Linked DNA regions of Sus scrofa: region 2 is linked to region 1. The links are chromatin contacts, called in public HiChIP or PLAC-seq maps. All regions are on one chromosome and are shown on one strand. Each heading gives the region's core, a stretch centred on a gene start, on an enhancer-like site or on the middle of the called end of the contact. The rest is flanking DNA. Distances are from core to core; before and after follow the strand shown. Region 1 overlaps ZBTB20 (zinc finger and BTB domain-containing protein 20). Region 2 overlaps ZBTB20 (zinc finger and BTB domain-containing protein 20).

Region 1 (5,015 bases), core at 977-3,476:
TATCTGAAAAGCTTTAGAGTTTGTTTCCAATTTAGTATTTATAGGTTTCATACTTCCTTACTCTTGGCAAATAGTATTTTCACATAGTAGGTTTTTAATAAATGGTTATTGATTTATAAATTAGTCGAAGAATAAAGCAGTAATAACCCCTTTCTTTATGTTGAAATAGTCATTTTGAGCCCCATCTACAGCTTTATTTTCAGACCTTGCCAACACCTACAACACAGATACTTTGAGATTTTTTTCCCACATGATAACCTGGCTTAGGCTTAAAAGTGGTCATGAATTTTCATTCTTAGGAGGAAAAGGACAGTCTTTTTTTTTTTTTTTTCTGTCTCCTCTTCTTCCTCATAGGACTGTTACATAGTTGAATAAGACCTCATCTATATTAAAGCATTTTAATTCCTGGAACAAATTTAAGATCAGATTCATAACCTTAGACTGAGCAAGCTTTGGCATCCCAGCACACTAAATAACTTTGAACAATCCTTTGTGTTGTGCTTATTTGTGGACCTGAGGAGTGAGAAGTTTATTACTCTGAGCTTTCCCATTAGGTGCATATGATCTGTACTAGCTGCGTTAACTGTGTCCTCAGCCCAAATGAAACAGCTGATTGCCTAGGCCCTCTCCAGCCACACAAAAGCTTCACCGTTACTCTCCAATCTGATTAGATCCTAAATTTCAGCCACATGAGATGATCTAAAGCCAGTCACTTTGAGGCTGGGTCACAGAATTCCAAAATAGATACATTATTCCAGTTTTGCCTCAGAGAGTCTGTCTCATAGAAAGCTGGGGGGAGCCAGTCTCTCCCAGGCTTGACGTTCTGTTGAGTCATGTTTACTGTCCCCCTCAAAAAGGTTCCAAAAGCAAATGCAAGAGGTTGCCGAATGCAGGGACATGTGGCGTGCATGCTACTGAAGTGAGAGGCATAGCATACACCTGCTTTTTGGCTGTGGCAGGCCATCTTGACTGTGCCATGCCACAAGTTAGCATTTTGGATGAGCAATTGCCATTCTGTTGTTTTCTTCTCAACACATGGTGTTCAAAAACAGTTAAAAGAAAACTGTACCCATTTGCTCATCCCAGAAATCTAAAATTTCAAAGAAGCATGCCAAATTAATTTTCACATAATATTTTCCAAGCTTCTTCTTTGCACTGAGAAATGATATTTCACTTTTTGAACTCTTGGTGTCCCGGCCTGAGGTAAATGGGTGCAGTTTCTCTTTAAATGGCATTAAACATATCAAAGCAGGATTATATCTGTCACTGTCTTTTTTTTTTTTTTTCTAATGGAATCAAAATCCTTCAGGGAGTGTCCCAAATCCACATTAATGTCTTTGAGTGCTAATGTTTCCACTGGGACTTTTACATTAGCAAAATACAAGTGTGTGGTTTCCCCCCTTCTGCCGTCTGTATAAGAAAGAGATGACGGCACATCCTTATTCTCCATGGCCTTCAGCTAACCCCCGTCAAGGTGGAAGAAGAAGACTGGAGATTTTTGGTGCTAATGCTTCCTTCTCTCCTCCTTTCCTCCCCCGTAGGACCCCCCCACCCCCAAAAAAGCTAATGTGAATGCTGTTTCTAACACGGGGGAATGTTTGAAATCCCAACCATGAATTTTATTGAAAAAAAGGCTAACCGCATAACCATCAATACTATCTTTTGAGGGCCTATTACAACTTAAATTTCACCTTTGCTCCTGATGGTGGAAAAATTAGACAAATCCGCACGATGTCAGAACCTCGCTGTCAACACTTTAGTTTTTGATTTGAGGCTATTGGTCATGTGTCCTTATTATTGCAATATAATTCCTGTCCACCTCAATCCCTCTTTTTTACTTCTTTAGCAAAACAATTAAATGACATGTTGTCAGCTCATGATTATTAAGTGGCAATGAAAGGCTGCAGTGTTTTAGAGAGATAACAATTATAAATAAATAATTGTAGTATCATAATAAAACATTAAAAAATTCTCACATCACGTTTCGTCTTAGAACGCACCTTTTCCTTGCATTTGGCTATATCCTGGAAAGTTATAGTAGTTTGAGAATAAAACTGTGTTTACGTGTGGTGTAGAAGGGGCTAGAAAGCCCTCTAGCATCATTCGCCAACCCTTGTCCAGCGTCTTCCTTCTTTCAACACCATCCTGGCCACAGAACGCTTGAGTTCTGGAGCCCAGGCTCTGAGAGAGCCATCCCTGGAGAGCTGGGAGCTGCGTGCTTCTTAGCTGGCTCTTTGCATACTTTCACTTTCTGGAGCACTCTGGAGAACGACACTACTTCCTTAGACACTCTTCCTATCCCTCCCTCTTTCTTCCTCTCCTACACCCTTTCCCGCTTTTCTTTTCTTCCCTTCCTTTTCCTACCCCTCATGCAACTAGGCGGAAGCTTGAAGTGGAGTCTGTGTGTGTGTGGATGGTGGAACGCAGGGAGGAGGGATCTCCTGATGCCTGAGCCCACCACTAGGAAAGAAACTCGGTGTTTTTATTTAAACAACCTTTCCCCACAGCTAAGCCTTCATATGTGGAAGAAAAACTCAAACTTCTTTCCCTTTTCACACTTTATGAAGACAAGGTAAGCAGAGGCAGTGATAATGTCAACCCTGGATTAAAAATGAAGCCTTTATTCACAAACTAGATGCTCACCTTTAAAGATTTTTGAGGAAAAATCCCTATCTATTGGCAATTATTGGAGAATTGACTGTGCTAGATTTTTGTTTTGTGTGTGAGAATTGTGCATGTTTTTCTGTTATTGAAAGAGTTTGGGGATTTTGTTTGTGTTTTTAAGCATTAGTTGCACAAAAGCTTTGCAATGTCAGGTAGACTGTCTTCTATAGCTGGAAAAAAAAATGCCCTTTGTACATGAATCATTTGAATTTTCTACGTTTGGTATTCTTTTTGGTGACTCCAGTGTCAGTTTATTCATGTTAGCATATTTAAATGTCAAGGTGGCAGAAAATGTGTGTTTATATTTGTATAAACTTCTGCACACAATTTAGCACCATATAGCAGACACTCACTAAAAATATTGCCGATGGTATTCATAGTTGTTTCACCTCTGGGTTTCCCTCTTAGCAAACTTTGGCAAAGAACATGGGCTTTGTAGCTAGACAAAATTGGATCCGCGTATGCTTGTCATAAAGTACTTTCTACTTTGTGAGTCTGGTTAAACCACAATCTTGGTGTGCCTCAGTTTCTTCACTTGAAGAAAAGAGGGTGATAATCTCTACTCTGGAAGGTTTTTATTAGGATTAAATAAGATAATATAGGTAAATCCCCCAACATAGTGTCTGAAACATGGTAGGCACTTAAATTATTTCTCTCCTCCCTTCTTTTTAGGAGAAATGCCTGGATGATACGATCACTTCTCTGGTCTTAAGTTTACTATTAGTGATTTTCCTCCATATCCAAATTTTTTGAACCAGTTGTATTCATTAAGTTTTAGCCACTCAATTTTTGTTCATCTCAAAGGAAATCATTCTGCTGTGGCATATACTGAAATATAACTGTAAGCGAAATGACTTGGAGATTAGGTAGTGTGTTGGAGCTAATAGACACATGGCTCAGCCAGGTTCTTTGCTTTATCCCCAGCTCCACCCTCATCCTTGACCTAAATACTCTCTCAGAGACTGGGCCTAAGCGGAGCAGCAAGGCTGAGAGAGCCCTGTTTCTGAGCTACTCAGGGCACTGAATTGGGGGTAGAGTCTGAGGGGAAAGCATGTCCAAATGCATAGAACAAGTAAAATCAATGGCTTTAGATTTCGTGTACTAGAAACATTCCACATGATTTCCAGTCTCTGACTACGATATAGTGCCTTCTCTCTTAATTCAAAATTAATGATTATATTTTATATTCATCCAATGGGAACAAGTTTGACTACTCGATTATTTTACATGATTGCGTGGCAGATGTAAAACTCTTTGAAACAGCACAAACTGTGTCTAATTAAAAGTCTTTTATTTTCATAAGATTTGCACATTGTTGGAGCTCAATATATGTTTGTCAAGTTAAAAATTTAACCAGTGGCTTCTTGACCACCTGACCATGACTGTGATGTAGGATGCTATTTTTACTGTCTAGCAATGTATTTTATATATATAGCTAGGTCCATATCTATAGATATCTCTCTCTCTCTCTCTCTCTCTCTCTCTCTCTGTATTTACATATATATATATTTTTTTTTTTTTTCTTAAATAAGAGCTCTTAAGGAGCCCAGTTCCATGGGATCACTGATAGCTCTGAATCCATCTGTGGATTCATTACTGATAAAATTGCCAACTGCATAATTGACTCTGTGACCATTGGCAAGTCCTCAGTTTCCTCACTTACAAAATGACTAGATTAAATAATCACTAAGGTAGGAAACCCTTCCAACTCCATAATTCTGTTTCTTCTCTCTAGTGAGAAATGACATGTGTTTTTGAGAGCTGTTTATGCTATTTTTTGAACTTAGTGCAAGTTTTTCCCCTAATGCAAGAATCACAATTGAAATCTACTAGGGGGGTGGGAATTTGTACTTGCTTTTAAAACTCAGAGCAGCCACTGAAACTGATGTCTTTTCATTTCAATTATTTATCATGTAGACACTGGAATTCAACGTGGTAGGGCCAGCCTGACCCCCTAGAGGAGCCTACCTTCATTTCCAAAAAGAAACTGAAAGCTGCCCAGATCCCCACTTCTGGAATCCTTCAGGACCTTCCTCTTTATTGGAAATGAGACTTGCTAGTTCCAATCTGGCTTCATAGATGCTCTTCTAGACTCACAGGATATGCTTGATGTTAATGACAGTCTGCCCTAGTCAGTCTCACCATTTCCGGGGGCGGGGGGGTATTTCTGGTGTTTCGTTTGTTTGTTTGTTTGTTTTTGATACCTGTATACTTACTGTTGTGTGTCATAGAGTCTCATTGTCCCTATCTGGAAAGTGGGGAGAGGGGTCCTTCTTTTTTTTCTCTTCATTTTACAAGGAAAAAAACCCTAAATTGGACCTTTTGGATTAACATCTTCTCTTTTTACATCT
Region 2 (5,015 bases), core at 1,799-4,298, 68 kb after region 1:
AGAGTAGCAGTTGCAATCTGAACTCTTAACATTGTAGCCAGGAAAGGAATGAATATAACAATAGAGAGAGCCTTAAGACAGAACTTCTTGGTTAAAGGAGTCTGGACCTTCAAGAAATATGTTTGAGAAAGAGTCAGAAGAAATACTAGGTAAGACAAATTAATCATTCCTGTTGCTCAAATAATATTGTAGCAGTTAGTTATTAAATGCTTATTTTGGCCAGGTGGAAGAATTCCTAAGGGCAGAAATCCTGTCTCTCTTGTTCACTGCTGAATTCCTAGCACCTCACAGAGGAGTGCTTAGCCACAGTAGGTGCTCAGCAAATGTTTATATTGAATGAATAACTAGATGAATGAGTGTGGTAGGAAGAACTGGACAAAAGTGAGGGTGCGGTGTGTTTGTGAGCATTTCTCACATTTATAAAAGTAGCGATACTGATTTTTTACCTAATTGTTTTCATTCAGCAGACCTACAAAACAGAGTGCATCTCAGATACCCTCTGATTTTTATGCTAGGAAAACAGAATCACTTTTCTGTTGGATGTAGGCTGCTACATGTTTTGATTCTAGTAGCAATATGGCAGGGTTAAGGTCGACTTTGTAGGATAATCTGGTGCCTGTTTTTGATAGATATCATGAAAATAGACACTTATTTTCAAGATGCTCAAACAGATGATTAGATGAAAGCTCCAGCAAACCTTGAAACAACAAAAAAGGAAAGGTTTTCCCCACTCCGACTTCCCATCACTGTACTATCCTGCACAGTTTGCTGCAACCCTACACCCTCCTCCTTGTCTCACCCTTTTCCCTGGTCTAAGCTTTGCCTAGGGAATACAGCATGTGACTGCCAGTCTAGCAAGGAGACAGTTCTTGAGAAATCCTCCCACACCCAGTGCTCCCAAGCTCCCCTCAAGGGAATGGTGGGATGTGATCTGCAGAAGGCACAGCCTAGGGAAACAAGAGGTTGGCATAGAATCCTGGTGCCCTCCTGCTGGAAGGGCCCTCAAGAGAGTTCTTCACACCCACCCTCCCTCAACTAGCTGGACAGTAGAAAGATGTGTCGAATAACAAATTCCTGGCTGAATGCATAGTGGATTAAATGAACGAAGGATGAGTTCACCCCTCCAGAAGTCTCTGCCATCCCACTTGAATAGAAAGCTAACTTTGAAGCCACTCTGTTCTCCGTGGCACGATTTCGTACATAACTCAGCTTCGGAATATGGTTGCCATCTGCTGCCAGTGCACAGGACTAAGGAAGTATTAGAGAGGGTAGGGGAAGGACGGTAGAGAAGAAAAGAGACACTCAAAACAAGCTAATGATCTCCTTTGTGTTGGAATCTAGGTTTCAGAACATCAGTCTTGTACTTCAAGAACAAAACACCAGTGTGTCTTAGACCACACCAGGCGCCGGCACATCAGATAAGACCTGTGCTGTGTGGCTCAGCCACCGAGCCTCAAGAAGTTCTAAAAGTGAAATTAAAGGAGCAAACTGAGGAAACTGAAAAGAGAAAGGCTTTAGGGTAAAACACAATCAGGAGGGCTCTGCAGATATGTGTCTTAGGGTTACATTAGTTCAGAAATTAATCTGCTCATTAAAGAGCTGGCAAATGCTGTAAATCCCAGGAATTTAAGAATCTGTAGAAGAAAGGAGACACTTCTATACACTCTGAATACATGGTGATTCTTTAGAAGACACTCAGGGTGAAAGTGACCCAGCTATTATGCATTATTGGGGATTTAAACTGTTGATTAAGAGTTAGAAATGGCTGTACTAGAGGCATGGGTGGGTGGTCCTTTAGAAACAGAAAAGGCTGTCAAGCAAAGCCAAGTCAGCCAGAGAACATCTCGGAAAGGCAACGAAGGGCCCTCGGACCTTCCTAGTTTCCCTGATATCTGTATAAATTGTTAGCTATGGCACCGAATCATACTGCTAGTTTATATACTGAAATGATGTGAAATAATTATTCATCCGGGGATATACACTAGTGAAAAAAAAGTACAGTTAACTTTGCTTTTAAAAAGCAAGTTAAAGCTAGTTAAAGCAGGTATTGTTAATATCTTCAGCAGTTCTGTATTTCAAGTTTGAGAATTTGCAAGGTGGGGAGAAGGAAATCCTTTTGGCCCTGCAAGGAAATAATCTCATCCAAGATGTATATAATCTAAATTTAGAAGCACTGACAAACCTAAGCATGCAAAAAGTCACTTTAGGGAGAACGAAGTGATTGCCAAGCAGTATGTCACACACAGTGCCTTGGTGTGGCTGAAACAGTAAATATTTGTTGGCTCTGGGAGCTCTGGCCTTGACTTCTGTCTGCCATCAGGAACAAGTCATACAACTGTGACTCAACCATAATTAGAATATTAGTAATGCCTTAAATCTATCTTGCATACAGTTTCTCTTCTTCGGAATGCTTCGTGCCTTCACATTCTGTTTGTCCTGTAACATCCTTGTGAAGCACAGACATCTTTCTTTTGCACGTGGAATAACTGGTCCACAAAGGAATAACAATTCTTTGTCTTGAAATATGAAATGATTGATAACCATTATATGACACAGCTCATTGTATTATTTTTCACATTATTTCAGGTTCCCCAAGCAAAGGACATATTTTATCTTTCTCATTATTATTTTTAATTGGTTTTCAGAAAAGTTGAGATAAAAACAGAATTTAACAAATATCCCATGGAGATAGTTGATGTTCTCTTTTCTTTCAAGAATAAATTAAGACCTTCTCTGCTTCTCTCTCCTGGCTCTCTCGGCAAATAGTCAAAATCCCATGCCAATTTTCAAATGAATAAGGGTTCATTCTAATAACTGGCTCACAGTCCCCTCTACTAAGGAAACAGCCTTGTAAATTCATGTCTGGAACCTGCCGAAGTTACTTTTGGTTATAAACCTTAACAGTTTGACCTGAAGGTTTTTAAACATGACTAATATGTGACCTGGTTGTGAGTTCAGCAATAAATTTATACCCAGTATGTGAAAGGCCAAAGAGAAAACTAGAGCCTTTTATTCTCTCTGGTGACCTGCACTAAATATTGCATATTTACTTTGTAAATGAGGACACCCAGTGGCCACCAAGTGAAAAGATTCTAAACAATCCCTGACACTGTTTATGCAAATATAAATACCCCTTATCAAAGCTGATTGATAGATATCTCTGTAACATCTGTTACCAAGCAGTTTAGCTTCCCTAAGTTAGGCAAGAGTGGTAGGAATTTGGCCTGATCTTTTTTTTTCCTAATTTACTGTCAACTTTTATTTATTTATTTTTCATTTTATTGTAGTTGCCTTATAATGTGTTAATTTCTGCTGTACAGCAGAGTGATTCAGATATATCTGTATTATTTCTCATATTCTTTCACATTTTGGTTTCTCACACGATATTGAATATAGTTCTCTGTGCTCTACAGTTGGACCTTATTGTTTATCTATCCTATATACACCAATTTGCATCTGCTCATCCCAAACTCCCAATCCTCCCCGACACCTGCAGCCATTAGGTCTGTTCTCTATGTCTGTGAGTCTGTTCTGTTTTGCAGATATGTTCATTTGTGTTGTATTTTAGAGTCCACGTATAAGTGATGTCATATGATATTTGCCTTTTTCTTTCTGACTCACTGCTTAGTATGATTATCTGTAGGTCCATTCATGTTGAGTGAGTAGTATTGTGTGTGTGTGTGTGTGTGTGTACATACACATTTACATATACACCACATCTTTATCCATTCCTCTGCTGAGGGACATTTAAGTTATTTCCATGTCTTTGGCCTGATCTTTTTTTTTTTTTTTTTTTTTTTGCTTTTTAGGGCCACACCTGCTGCATATGGAGGTTCCCAGGCTAGGGGTCGAATCAGAGCTACAGCTGCTGGCCTACACCAGAGCCCCAGCAACGCCAGATCTGAGCTGCATCTGCAACCTGTGCCGCAGCGCACAGCAATGCCGGATCCTTAACCCACTGAGTGAGGCCAGGGATGGAACCCGCAACCTCATATTTCCTAGTCAGATTCGTTTCCGCTGAGCCATGACGGGAACACCGACTCGATCATTTTTATATCACATCACAGATTAGTCATCTCTTCTCACTTTGAGTTACAAGGTGTGGCTCATCTTTAAGTTCCAATGAATCTTCAATGATAGGAGGACTTAATGAGCTGTCTCTTGGGGGAAGTGGAAGCAGAGAGATGAGGACAGTATGGTATGTGTCCAAAATCATTAATGAAGGAGCACAGATTGTGGGAAATACAGTGAACACATGAAAAACCAATTACCTTAGACCCTGAATTCATACTGAACATTGAAAGTCCCAGATGACTGGGAGTATGGTAATAAAGGACAGGAAGAAGAACATTACCCAGAACTGAAAGGACGGAACACCCCTGGGGCTCAGCCTACAGACATAGCCCAGAGAAAAGGCATACTCCTGGGAGCAGTAAGGCCCCCACACATTGTGAGCACCTTTGTGATGTGAGGGGGAGAGCTGAGCAAACAAACCCTCAGACAAGACCTACTCAGTGGAAAGAAGTATGTTGGTCAGTGTGAGGGATCTGATAATTTGTGGTCATGGTCATAGCCTTCAGGAAGTTTAGAGTCTTCTCATAGAGGTAAGGCAGGCACAATGAAGAAAAATGAAAAGACGCAATAATCAAGAACATACTGTTAAGGACTAACAATAGGAAGTTCAGACCTATTCCATGACATTCAGCTGCGAGAAACATTTCCCTATTTTTCTATAGAAAATCAAACCCAAGACCCCTAAGTCAGCAAGAAATTCAGTCAACTTTTACAGCTCTCCTCTCCCCTCTAGACTTATACAAGATTCATGAAATCTAGGGAAGGGTCAGTCAGACCCTTAGTCTATAATGGTCTCCATTATTGACATTACTTATCTACCTGACGAAGATGCCGTTGAGCCAGGTCCATCTGACTGCCCTGACCTACTGTATTAGGAGTAGACATACCCTTCACAGTGGTCCTTGCTACTGACAGCATGACCGCAGCCCAAGATCATTGTT

The links. HiChIP or PLAC-seq counts read pairs in DNA pulled down with a chosen protein or histone mark.
Region 2: a contact with region 1 is called in an H3K27ac HiChIP or PLAC-seq map of skeletal muscle. The contact joins two enhancer-like sites. A contact is called at or near these places in 5 of 47 Hi-C or Micro-C datasets (fetal skeletal muscle, heart right ventricle, psoas muscle and 2 more) and 1 of 2 datasets of contacts at active chromatin or transcription factors (skeletal muscle).

The regions. Positions count from the first base shown.
Region 1 is chr13:145,547,160-145,552,174 of Sscrofa11.1, forward strand. The region is part of intron 5 of ZBTB20 (zinc finger and BTB domain-containing protein 20); the gene reads left to right. Among named protein-coding and RNA genes, the nearest start is that of DRD3, 220 kb to the right of the region's middle. Within about 2 kb of position 2,227, at least 10 of the 83 cell types and tissues checked have an H3K27ac peak or open chromatin away from gene starts, as enhancers often do. A contact at or near this core is called in skeletal muscle, where this site is marked.
Region 2 is chr13:145,614,628-145,619,642 of Sscrofa11.1, forward strand. The region is part of intron 8 of ZBTB20 (zinc finger and BTB domain-containing protein 20); the gene reads left to right. Among named protein-coding and RNA genes, the nearest start is that of DRD3, 150 kb to the right of the region's middle. Within about 2 kb of position 3,049, at least 17 of the 83 cell types and tissues checked have an H3K27ac peak or open chromatin away from gene starts, as enhancers often do. A contact at or near this core is called in skeletal muscle, where this site is marked.